4 separate regions of the Mus musculus genome follow, and regions 1, 2 and 4 are each linked to region 3. The links are chromatin contacts, called in public HiChIP or PLAC-seq and promoter capture Hi-C maps. All regions are on one chromosome and are shown on one strand. The core of a region is the stretch at or near the end of the contact, and the rest is flanking DNA. Distances in the headings are between cores, read along the strand shown. Region 1 overlaps Peli1 (pellino 1). Region 2 has its middle 60 kb from the start of Vps54. Region 3 holds the start of Cep68 (centrosomal protein 68). Region 4 holds the start of Vps54 (VPS54 GARP complex subunit).

The links. Promoter capture Hi-C pulls out the DNA fragments that hold promoters and counts their contacts. HiChIP or PLAC-seq counts read pairs in DNA pulled down with a chosen protein or histone mark.
Region 1: a contact with region 3 is called in a promoter capture Hi-C map of hippocampal neurons, with 2.6 times the contacts expected there. The contact joins the enhancer-like site here to the promoter of Cep68 in region 3. A contact is called at or near these places in 3 of 39 promoter capture datasets (the HPC-7 cell line, hippocampal neurons and liver) and 1 of 115 datasets of contacts at active chromatin or transcription factors (astrocytes).
Region 2: a contact with region 3 is called in a promoter capture Hi-C map of pre-B cells, with 5 times the contacts expected there. The contact joins the enhancer-like site here to the promoter of Cep68 in region 3. A contact is called at or near these places in 3 of 39 promoter capture datasets (hippocampal neurons, liver and pre-B cells), 3 of 115 datasets of contacts at active chromatin or transcription factors (large pre-B cells, pro-B cells and thymic regulatory T cells) and 1 of 9 other capture datasets (embryonic stem cells).
Region 4: an H3K27ac HiChIP or PLAC-seq map of double positive thymocytes shows a contact between it and region 3, with 5 times the contacts expected there. The contact joins the promoter of Vps54 here to the promoter of Cep68 in region 3. A contact is called at or near these places in 9 of 39 promoter capture datasets (the 3T3-L1 cell line, the HPC-7 cell line, cranial neural crest and 5 more) and 7 of 115 datasets of contacts at active chromatin or transcription factors (astrocytes, double positive thymocytes, embryonic stem cells and 3 more).

Annotation. Positions count from the first base shown.
Region 1 is chr11:21,148,358-21,151,057 of GRCm38.p6, reverse strand. Peli1 (pellino 1) reads right to left here. Exons shown (of 7, transcript NM_023324.2): 7 at 731-2,700. The coding sequence ends at 2,535. Among named protein-coding and RNA genes, the nearest start is that of Peli1, 58 kb to the right of the region's middle. Within about 2 kb of position 1,382, at least 17 of the 459 cell types and tissues checked have an H3K27ac peak or open chromatin away from gene starts, as enhancers often do. A contact at or near this core is called in hippocampal neurons, where this site is marked.
Region 2 is chr11:21,177,936-21,180,635 of GRCm38.p6, reverse strand. No RefSeq gene overlaps it. Among named protein-coding and RNA genes, the nearest start is that of Vps54, 60 kb to the left of the region's middle. Within about 2 kb of position 1,360, at least 76 of the 459 cell types and tissues checked have an H3K27ac peak or open chromatin away from gene starts, as enhancers often do. A contact at or near this core is called in pre-B cells, pro-B cells and thymic regulatory T cells, where this site is marked.
Region 3 is chr11:20,248,145-20,250,844 of GRCm38.p6, reverse strand. It overlaps Cep68 (centrosomal protein 68), which reads left to right and starts at 1,421. Exons shown (of 7, transcript NM_172260.3): 1 at 1,421-1,538.
Region 4 is chr11:21,237,733-21,240,432 of GRCm38.p6, reverse strand. Vps54 (VPS54 GARP complex subunit) reads right to left here and starts at 1,401. Exons shown (of 23, transcript NM_139061.5): 1 at 1,062-1,401.

The sequences.
Region 1 (2,700 bases), core at 133-2,632, 900 kb before region 3:
CCGGAGGGAGCCACAAGTGATGTAAGCCACAAGAATGGGGCTGGGAGATACTCGCATCATCTGTAAGAGCAGCAAGTGCTCTTAACCACTGAGTCATCTGTCCTGTCCCTGAATGTCTTTTTTTTTTTTTTTTTTAAAGATTTATTTATTATATTTATGAGTACACTGTAGCTGTTTTCAGACGCACCAGAAGAGAGCATCAGATGGTTGAGAGCCACCATGTGGTTGCTGGGAATTGAACTCATGACCTCTGGAAGAGCAGTTGGTGCTCTTAACCGCTGAGCCATCTCTCCAGCCCCTGGATGTCTTTAATACGGAAGAGTAAGCATAGTGCCAAGTGCAGAAGCACTATTTAAAGTGCTTGAACAAAAGCACCCAACTTGGGATTCTATTTCCCCGAGGTTTAAAAATTTGAGTTTCATAGTTAAGTGAACCGTCTTATGTTTTCTTTTCTTAGCTGATCGGAGAGAAAGTTCAGGACACAGAATCTTTATCATCATGAGTATAATTCAGGAAGCTCAGCTGCCAACTCTAACAAGCCTAACCTCAAAAAGGCTTTTATGTTGCCGCTGCTATGATGTCTTCTAAGAGAAACAGATATTTAGTGTTACATTAAATAGAACATCCTATACATTTCACAAGACTATGTCAGAAGCTGGGGGCTGTTTAGTCAGGGATAGGCTTCCCATTCTCAAATGTGTGAAAAGGAACCCACACAGACAAATTCGCATAGCTATTTTGAAAAGTATTTACTTAGTTTGAATAAATTAATTGCAAATAAAAATTAAGCTACAATATAGAGCCTCAACAGAAATGACAAAACACAACACAGGACTTGGTTTCCTTGCATTGGTCACAAAGTTTGTAACCAGAAAACTTCAAATCAACGAAATTTCCTTGAAAAAAGGGTAATAACCAGCAGCTACTGATACATCACAGATAACTTATAATACAGATCTTGACATGCATTTCCTGAGTGAACCCAAATGATAATTTTCAAAACAAGAAAAATTGACAATAAAATAAAATAGTTCATGGCTTCTAAGTGACTTTTTTTGTTTTAATTTTTTAAAATCAAAACGTTAATGTAGTAAGATAAATTAAAGCTATACTACCACATACAAAAATTTGACAGTAGTCAATTATTATACAATTTTTCAAACTTAAGGAAAAGAAGTCAAAGGACTGAAAGATGATTCCGTCTAATCTACAGTGTGCTGATTTCTACAAGTGTTGAAAGGGTTTGGTGTAGTGCAACTGTCTGTACTTCTGGTGCATTTAAAAAGGCTACGGTGAGAAGAAACTGTCCTGCACAGCACATATGGAGGAAGAGAACAGCAGCCCCTGCGGTGTGTCCTCACTTTCATCCGCTAAGCAAACATTTCCATGAGTCACACTGAGGCCAGCTCCTGAGGAGTCAAGCCCACAGTTAAGGCTGGTCTGCTGGGCTACAAAGGGAGGTACCATTGCAGCCAACCCTTTACAGCTCTAGATGTTCTAATGCCTGGAATAATCCAAATACAGAATAATTAACAAAACACTTTTTATTTAATTTTTCTAGAGCAAATCAAGTAATTTTCTTGTTAATTTCTTCACTTTCTCATAGGATTTTTTTCTTTTTTCTTTTCTTTTTTCTTTTTTTTCTTTTTTTTTTTAGAAACAGTGAACAGATGAACCACAGTTTATATCCAAAAAAATAAACTTGCCAAATGTTGCTGGCACTAAAAACAGATCAGTTATCATGGGAGAAAAATAGATCATCTAGATTAAATTGCATATTCAAAGGAGCATATAAAACGTTTCTTAGCATTAACTTTTGTTCTAGTACTACACTTGAGAGAAAGATTAAGGAAAAAAACCATTTTCTGGTTAACGTCAATATGGTTAAAAACAAACACCTTTTAGACAATGGTAATTAATATGAATCTGGTTTTATGAAATATTCTGGTTTTATGAAATATCCCCTAATTATGGGGCTGGGGGGGGGGGAAGCTCTCCTGTCTTTCTCCTTAACTTTGCAAACCTTTGAGCCTTGTGCTCACTACCCTACCACTCACACCAAATGTGTGACACCATCATTACCATGCTAGCCTATCACAACATTCTAAGGTACTTTCTATGATAAAGATAAATAGAAAAATTAATATACATGTTGCTGTATTTTACAATGTCTGCAACAAATTGTAAACTAACATAGTTTGAACCAACAGACCCTCAGTTCTACAGCACAACCTCTCAACACTGAGGGTGGGCGGTGATTCAAGAACACTAAACAAAGGAAGGCATCAAATTAAACTATGTCTTTTTTTTCTCAAAATAGATTTTCAAAACTCAGAGTTCAGAAGTCTGGAACTTTCAAAAATTCCTTTGCTTGAGTTTCCCAGATTTTTCTCAGAAATTGCTTATAAATATTTAAAAAATTCTTCATCTTAATGCAAATGACCAGAGCAGAGAAACTTACATGGACAAGGGGTCGGTTAGCAAACCCAATCACTTAGCTTATAAACTTACAATGCAGTCCTGGAGGACAGCTGCTAGTCTAAAGGTCCTTGGAAAATAAGTCTGATATAGCCTTGTTCACCAGCCAACTGATGTGCACAGAAGGGGCAGGCTGCATGAAAAGTGTGCGTACCATGAGGAAGTGGGATCTGGGACCAGTAAGCCGTTGTCTTTTCTGAACACACGTGCCCACAGGGGCTA
Region 2 (2,700 bases), core at 111-2,610, 930 kb before region 3:
GTTTTTAAAATTTTAATAATTTAATTACATCATTTCCCCCTTATATCCGTGTGTGTGTGTCTAATCTCCTTTTTGTTTGGCTTTTGCTTTTGTTTTTTATTTGTTTTATTTTGAGACAGGGTCTCACTATGTTGCCCTGGTTGTCCCGAAACTTGCTGTGTAGATCAGGCTGGTCTTGAACTCACAGCAATCCAACTGCCTCCGCCTCCCAAGTGCTGAGATTAAATGCATGTGCCACATGCTGAGCTACATATTCCTAAATATAGCCTGCTTAATCTGCATGTTACTTGCACGTATGTTTCAGGGCTGATCATTTGTATTCAGAAGACTACTTCTTCCACTCTGAGGCTTTCTTTTCAAAGCTATTTTTGTTCTGAAGTTATTTGTATTTCCTCCTACTTTTGCTTTAATTGTATTTTTTTTTTGAAGTTTGGTATTCATTTATAAACACAAGTTCACTCATACTTATGTCTACCCAACACTGAAATCACTAACTAGGTCCTCAGTCTGTCACATTCCTAGAATTGCTGTTAAGAGTGAAGAGACAACCGGGCGTGGTGGCGCTCGCCTTTAATCCCAGCACTCGGGAGGCAGAGGCAGGCGGATTTCTGAGTTGGAGGCCAGCCTGGTCTACAAAGTGAGTTCCAGGACAGCCAGGGCTACACAGAGAAACCCTGTCTCGAAAAAAAAAAAAAAAAAAACAGAAAAAAAAAAAAAAAAGAGTGAAGCGGCTGGGGTGGCAAACGGCCTGAAGGCCAAGGTGAAACATTCTTGTTCTTTATACTTGTTGTGTGGCAGAGGCCACAGTACTGACCCAGGATGGAGGTAGAGAGTGGAGGAGAAGAGACAGGATTCTGGAAATGAGGCTACTGGGCGTCATCACCTTATTCTTGTCTTTGTGTGAGCAAGACCTTTCTCTATCTTCCAAGAATTTTTTTTTTAATGCCTTGCTGCCTGGTTTTATTCTTTCTGGGTTTGGGGTAACAGAATGGATGGTACTTTTGTCAAATACCCGCACAGTATCTGGCAGCCTCTGGAGGAAACCTGGTAAGTTTTTTCTCTGAAAATAGCTACATCTGTGAAGTATCTGACCGGAAGCAGAGTAGCAAGGAAAAAAAAAAAAAGCCACTGCAATGTATATATGCTACAGCTGTCAGCTAAAGAACGAACCATCAGATAGCCAATGAAAGGAGGCGAGAGATTCATACTCCATTTTCAGAAGGAAGATGGACAAGTTAGCAATCTGGGACAGATGAGGAGATCCTCCCAACAGATGAGACACACAGTGGTCTGCTGCAAACACTGTAGGTGTAGTGTACACACGGCTTGTTTCCGTGATGACGAGAAACTCCCAGAGAGGAACCTATTCCCCTTGAGTTCCTTTTAGAAAACCTGTCCTTGGGCAGATAAGGAAGCTCAGAAAGAGCCATTCCCTGAATCTGCTGACTTTCAGATTTTATCTTAAGATCATCAACACACCCAAGCAGCAAATTTGAGGGTGTCATGTCCCTAATTCCTTCACTTTGGTTTTTCTCAGCCATGCAAACTTGCTTCTTTTGGACATACTAACCGCACCAAGCAGGTAGGCTACAAATAAACAAAAAAAAAGTATTTATTTGACAAAATTATCCCAGTGCTGGGATCCTGACTCTGGTGCTCCTGCAGGGAGCCAGAATCGAGCTTAGAGCTGCTGTCTCCCAAGTTGTCAACCTGTATTCTCTTTCAGTCTTCTCATGTGTCAAAGCCTTGCTAGTGCTGTAGAGAATAAGGACACACAGAACTAGAAAGGCTAAGGCAGTAGAAAACCAGTCAGTATTTACCTAAGATTACAATGAGCTAATGTGAGCTTCTGCTGCTGAGTGGTGAAGGACATCCTTGATTCTGGAGATGACAGTTTCTCGTGGGTACCCTTCAATGGGTGACTTTCTGTTTAACTCTACTCAGTGCTTGTAGTTTACATTTCTGCTTCTACTCCCGGCTCAGGGAACGGCAGGCAGTGAGGTTGTATGCACATTAATTTTGAATGTAGGATTTAAGTGTTCAATGACCTTGTTGAAAACCCCTTGTTGCTAATGTGTTACAGCAGGTGGCAGCCTTTCCCTGAGAGAGGGGAAGAGCCAATGCAAAACTGGCTTTGGTTTCAATAGTTTAGTGTTTGTCTTCCTCTGATACAAGCATCAAGTCTTGAAGTGGTGGATTTATTAAAGAAGAGAGGTGTACAGGAGCCTGGACCCTGGCATGGTGATATGTGTGTATCTTCCAGAGATGGCCGCAGAGACACTGTCTCTAAGGAGTTAGTCAGATGCCCTAGGAGAATCTGGCCAAGTGAAGACACTACCAAACATGGTGGGCACAGGTGTCAGCATGAGGTTCAGAAAATGGCTCTGAGCTAGACACAGGACAACACAGAACTTCCCCAGAGACTTGGAACATAAATCATTAGCCGTGTACTGAAAATGCATCTGATAGCAGAAGTACCCCCCTTTTCATTACAGATCTGTAAACAGCCGTGTAAACTAATCTGCTAAATTAGAAAGTACAGTGAGTTATTTGGACACAGATTTGCAAAGTTCTTAGTAAAAAGTCAGACGTGGTGGAGAATCTTGGTGGAGACGCTAGAAACCTGATGCTCAGTTTTCTTACTGGCAGGATCACCATTTGTGATGATTACTACTGTCAACCTCACGGGATCTAGTAATC
Region 3 (2,700 bases), core at 172-2,671:
CTCTCTGCTCCTGGAGCGGAGGTGGCCACCCCTGGATTCATCCCTCCACATTTTGGACCCTCCAATAAATATCTTTTATGAGCTTTGCTGCCTGGTGGTACTCTCTCATCAGAAGCCAAGAAGCAATGAAGAGAAGGAAAGAACAGGAGTGGGGCTGAGCTGGGGATACCCTCCCCCTGGGAGCTGCAACACCTCAGTTAGGAGGCTTCCTCTTAGAGCAGTGTGGTTCCTGGGCTTCTGTGTTTCAGGACGCCCTTCCAACTGAGCAAGAACACTTAGAGAAGGCCGCTGGGCCAAAGTCAAAGAAGAGTACAGAACACATCTGGTTGAGACCATCCAGGTGCTCAATCGCATTACCATATTTACTGCTAAATGACTTCATACGTCCTTTATTTATTTTTTCCTTTAAACAAGTAACTGGATACACGCTGGTAAATGCTACCTACCTATTTGACACATTTCGGTTCTGAATTCCTTTTTAACTTTTTCCTTCTGGGTTGAAGAGAGAATTCAAGGCCTTGCATATAACAATACACTTTTACTTTAAAACACCCAGTATGGGGAAGACTGGGACAAAATCAGGAGTTCAAATTCAGCCTGGGATACGATGAAATTTACACTCACTCTCTCTCTCTCTCTCTCTCTCTCTCTCTCTCTCTCTCTCTCTCTCTCTCCACACACACACACACACACACACACACACACACACACACACACAAAACAAAGCCAAATAAAAAGCTGGGCATGATAGGGTTTGCCTGTACTCCCTGCACTGGGGAAGCCGAGGCAGAAGGAGCACTATGGCCAGGCAGGCCAGCCTGGCAGTTAAGTTTGTGGTCTTAGGTTGGATTAAGTCTCTGTCGTGTTAAGATCAGTCCAGCTCCTTCTCTAAACTTCACAGGCCCAGAACACTGTGGAAGTCCCTTCTCCCACTACTGGTGAGACAGGCTGGGCCTCCTGAGCCTCAGAGTCTCAGGACGGTGGCGAGGGGCCGGGGGTGGGGGGAGGGAGGGAGCTCGACCCACACCTGGTCCCCTCGCCCAACTTCTGCCCGATGCCCAGATTCGGACATGCCCTGGGGGTTCCACACAACGCAAAAGGGGAGCACCAAGCCTGGAACCACCCTCCCAGCCGCGGAGAGCACGTCGACCCAAACACCGCAAGCCTTCGATCCGCGGAGAGCGCGCCTTGCTATCCGCGTGGGCCTGCGTGGACGCCAGGACCGCGAACACCCAGCTGGCACGCGCGTCCGGACAGCGGAGAAAGAAGCTCCGGCCACCCATAGGCCAGGGTCCTGCAGGGGGCGGGTTCCCATGGCAGATACGAGCTGTGGATTGGTGAAGCATCCGAACGGAGAGTTTGGATTGGTTGCTTCATGGGGCGTCCTCCGCGGAGAAGCGGCAAGGGCGGAGGGCGTGGCGGGCGCCTGGCCCTCCCTCCCCAGGAGTGCGGGCGCCCGCGGGAGGCCCCGTCGTCGCCGCCTGGGACCCTGGCCCAGCTACGCGGGTCGCTCGGGACGTGCGGCGGTGTGGAGTGAGGTAAAAAGGCTGTGGCCGGCTCGAGTGTCGCGGCGCCAAGACTCGAGTCGGGGCATTCCCCTCGTGCCCGGGGCTCCGCGTGGGGGACCCTGGGGGAGGCCCGCGGCCTGGAGGGCACAAAGGCTGGCCGCGATGGGGGCGCCTCGCGCGTTCGCCTCCATCTTGCGGACCGTGCCGGGTGGAGGCGAGCGGAGGGGCAGGCTGTGGAGGGCCAGCGCGGCCTGCAGAGCGCGTGGGGCCGCACCTCTGGCAGCCCCATGCAGCTGTGCGCGCGTCGACCTTGGTCGCGGAGAACCGGCGGGTCACAGCCACAGCCGCTCGCGTCTGGACGGCTGCTGCTTCCATGGCCCAGTGAACGCATCCGGAGGAGGAAAGCAAAGCGGCGCACTTTTTATCTCTAAGATCTACCCTTGTCATCTGTCACCTGTTAGCCAGTCTCAGCAGCCCGGGAGCACATGCCCCAAACTTAGTAATTTTATAATTACCATGTTTTATTCAATTAAAAATTAAAAAAATAATAATAAAAGCTAAAAACTCCCAGTGCCCGAGCAGAGTAGACCTTACTGGGAATTGATGGGGTCCGAGACAAGGAAAGAGGTAGTCTGGTATACAGCTTGCGACACTTTTTGCTTTGGGCTTGGTTCAAATACAAGCCACTACTCACCTAGTTCTCTCCAGCGGACTGGGTTAAATTCTGGATCACTTAGGAACAGTGGGTGTAAGGGAACCCAGCTTCACATCATCACAGAAGCTTTTAAAAACTTTTTCCCTACCCCCACAACTGAAAAACATACCCTTCTCTGGGCAGCCCATATGGGCCTGGGTTGGCAATGAAGTGGTTTCCCCGCCCCCTAACAGGATGAAAGGTCTGTAAGGGAAGGAAACCAAAAGAAAACAAGAACAAGTGAAGCCCAACGTTGAGGGAACCGGAACTTTTAAAAGCCTTTAAGTTGTTGGATTATTTTTACAGGTTAAGGAAGCAGCTGGGCTCTCTGAATCAATTCAGACTTTAGTCCCTTTCATACTACTAATTCAGGATAAATTCACGTGTGCCTTAGTTCTCTCATCTATAAAGTGGAATTTAGGCCCCAGCACGACAGGACAAAAAAACATGGCTAGGAAGAGTAATAGTGCCAATTCCAAGGTTTATAAAATACCTAAG
Region 4 (2,700 bases), core at 152-2,651, 990 kb before region 3:
CCTAAACTACAACTATCAAGTACAAAGTGACCAATTTTACCTAATGATAATTAGTGTAGAGCACCAATACCCACTTCTAGGAAACCCAACTCACTGTACTACATACAGTCAGACATATCCTATCATTACATCTGTTCCAGCCAAACTGCTAGGGAGTCAAATAGTTTTCCAATTAGAGCTCCCATTTATAAAACTCAATGCCCATCAAGACCTGCAGCATAAGTTATCACCTTCTTCTCCATATACCACAAACAGCGTATCATAATATCCCCTGCCCGCTGAACATGTATTAAGACTGACCTGAGTTTGAGAACCCGAAATTAAATCAATTAGAAAACAGAAGTAGCCCAATTTAATTCTTCGAAAGTAAAAGACGTCTCTATAAGGACCAAAAACCAAACTTGGTTAAAAAGGTATTTTAAGAAACACTTTGTAACTCTAATAGGCCAAAATTCTTTAAAAAAAAAAAAAAAAAAGTCACCCTAAGCCATACACGGACAGGCCAAGTAGCTAATTATAATGGTCAGGCAAAAGTTCCCAGACAACCCACAGGGAACAGGGAAGGCCTGTCTTTGTATCCCTGCAGACAGCAGTTAGCAAAACTGAAAGAAATAAAATAATTTAAACTACAATGCAAAACTGCACAATGCCGAGTTCTTCTTTGGTTTAGTATTCTCGGGCGGGGGGGTGGGGGGGCGGTGTTTTTATTCTAGAAGGCTCCAAGAGGGGTTCAGGCCTGGCTGAAAGGAGACAGGGAAAGTTTGGGCTCCGCGTCTACAAGGACTGATGGAAGTTGCTGGTCCCGGATTCCGGAGAGGGGCGAGGGGACTGGGGCGGCACCTGCGGACGCCGGCCGGGGCTGGGGCACAGCTGCCGGCCCGGATCCTGGGAGTGCCGAGAAGGAAGTGGTGGTGGCGGGGAGGATGAAGCTTCGGCTCGGTCACCGGCTCCGAAACTCTGTCAGCTCCAAGCCCCGAGGAGACGGAGGGGGTGGGGTCCCGCCGCCCCGCCGGTCACCGGGTCGGGGGAGGGTGGCCGCGAAGCGCGGGCCCGGCACCTACCTGCGGTCCCGGGCGGCAGCCCCAGACGAGGCCTAGTGCACCGCCGCCTCCATCCCTCCACGTCGCGCCGAGACTGCTGCTCCGCGGCCGCCGCCGCCCTGCGCGCCGGGTCCGAGCCCGGTTCCCGCCTCCGCCCCGCGCCTGCTGGCCGGCGGGCCCGGGAGCACAGGGCCGCCCTCTCGAGCCCAGCGCCGCTCGGGGGCAGAGCGGCCGCGGCGGGCCCCTCACGTCTCGCCCGGGTGTCCTGTCAGCCAGCAGTCTCCCCCGGGTCCGCAGCGCCGCCTCCGCCGCTGCTGCCGCCGCCTCTCCCACATCCCCGGCCTCCAGGGGAGCCGCCGCCGCGCCGCGACCACCGCCCCCGGCGCCTCAGCTCCCCACGCCGCCGCCCGCCTCACGCCACCGGCCCGGCGCGGCTGGGTCCGCGGAGAGCGTGCAGCAGGCCGCCGCCGCCGCCAGGCCGCCGCAGCCCCCAGCCCACAATCCACCGCGGCGTCGCCGGGGCGGGAGGGCCGCGGCCAGACCGGGAGTCGCCGCGCAGCTCCGACAGGGCCTGGCGCGGCCGCCGCAGAGCTAGCGACCCCAGAGCGGGGACGACCCCGCGTGGCTGCCCCGTGCCTCCCCCTGTCGTCCTCGTAAAGGCAGGAGTCGTCTCGGATCTGCGCTCCAGCTCGCACGGTTCCCCCCCCCCGCCCAGGTTGTCCAAAGAAGCCGAGCGTTGCCTTCCGCCTTCCCTGGCGAGCGGGCGGGAGCGGACCCCTCGCCCCCCAGACCAACTGACTCCCGGCCGCTTACACCCACTAAAGCCCTAGCTTCCGCCTGCCCTGACTCCCTCAGCCCCTCATAGTAAACAAACATGGCTCCGTCTCCAAAATTAATGCCTTTCAAAGGTGAAAGGTCAACTCCAGATACCCCACTGGCCTCCAGCACTTAAGGCCTTTTGAGGCTACCCTGTCCCCCCAGTTCCTGGCTTCCAATCACCTGTCACATTTCTCAGGCGCATAAGTCAGTTGTCCCTGCCCTTTAAAAATCTGAAAAACTTGGGTGTGTGTGCTTATTATTAAAATCTATTTGTGATTCCTAACAGCATTTCCAATTAGGCTGAGTTCAGAGAGAATTGTGATCTTACTAGTAAAATTACCATCTGCAAGATAGGGTGTCTTAGACTACAATATGTTTATAAGTCTCCAATCACCTTTGGTTGATTCAGGAGTCTTGAGACTCAGAGCCACCAAGGTCTGGAAAAATAAGAAAAAAAGTCTTAATTACTTGAGGGTCTTTCTTAACTTTATGAAGATTTTATTCCATTTTGGAACTGTTTAGCCTACAAATAAGTTTCATGCATTTCAAAAGTCTGTTTTACAAAGCAAAAGTGAAAATGTAACTCAGTAGTTAACTGGAAAAAGAAACTGATGCAAGTCTTGGTCTTAGTAAGTCATTGAAAATTGCTAACAGCTTTTGTTAATTTACTCACCAAAAAGGTATGGTTGGTCAGGCAGTGGTGGCGCATGCCTTTAATCCTAGCACTTGGGAGGCAGAGGCAGGCAGATTTCTGAGTTTTGAGGCCAGCCTGGCCAGCCTGGTCTACAGAGTTCCAGGGCAGCCAGGGCTACACAGAGAAGCCCTGTCTAAAAAAAAAAAA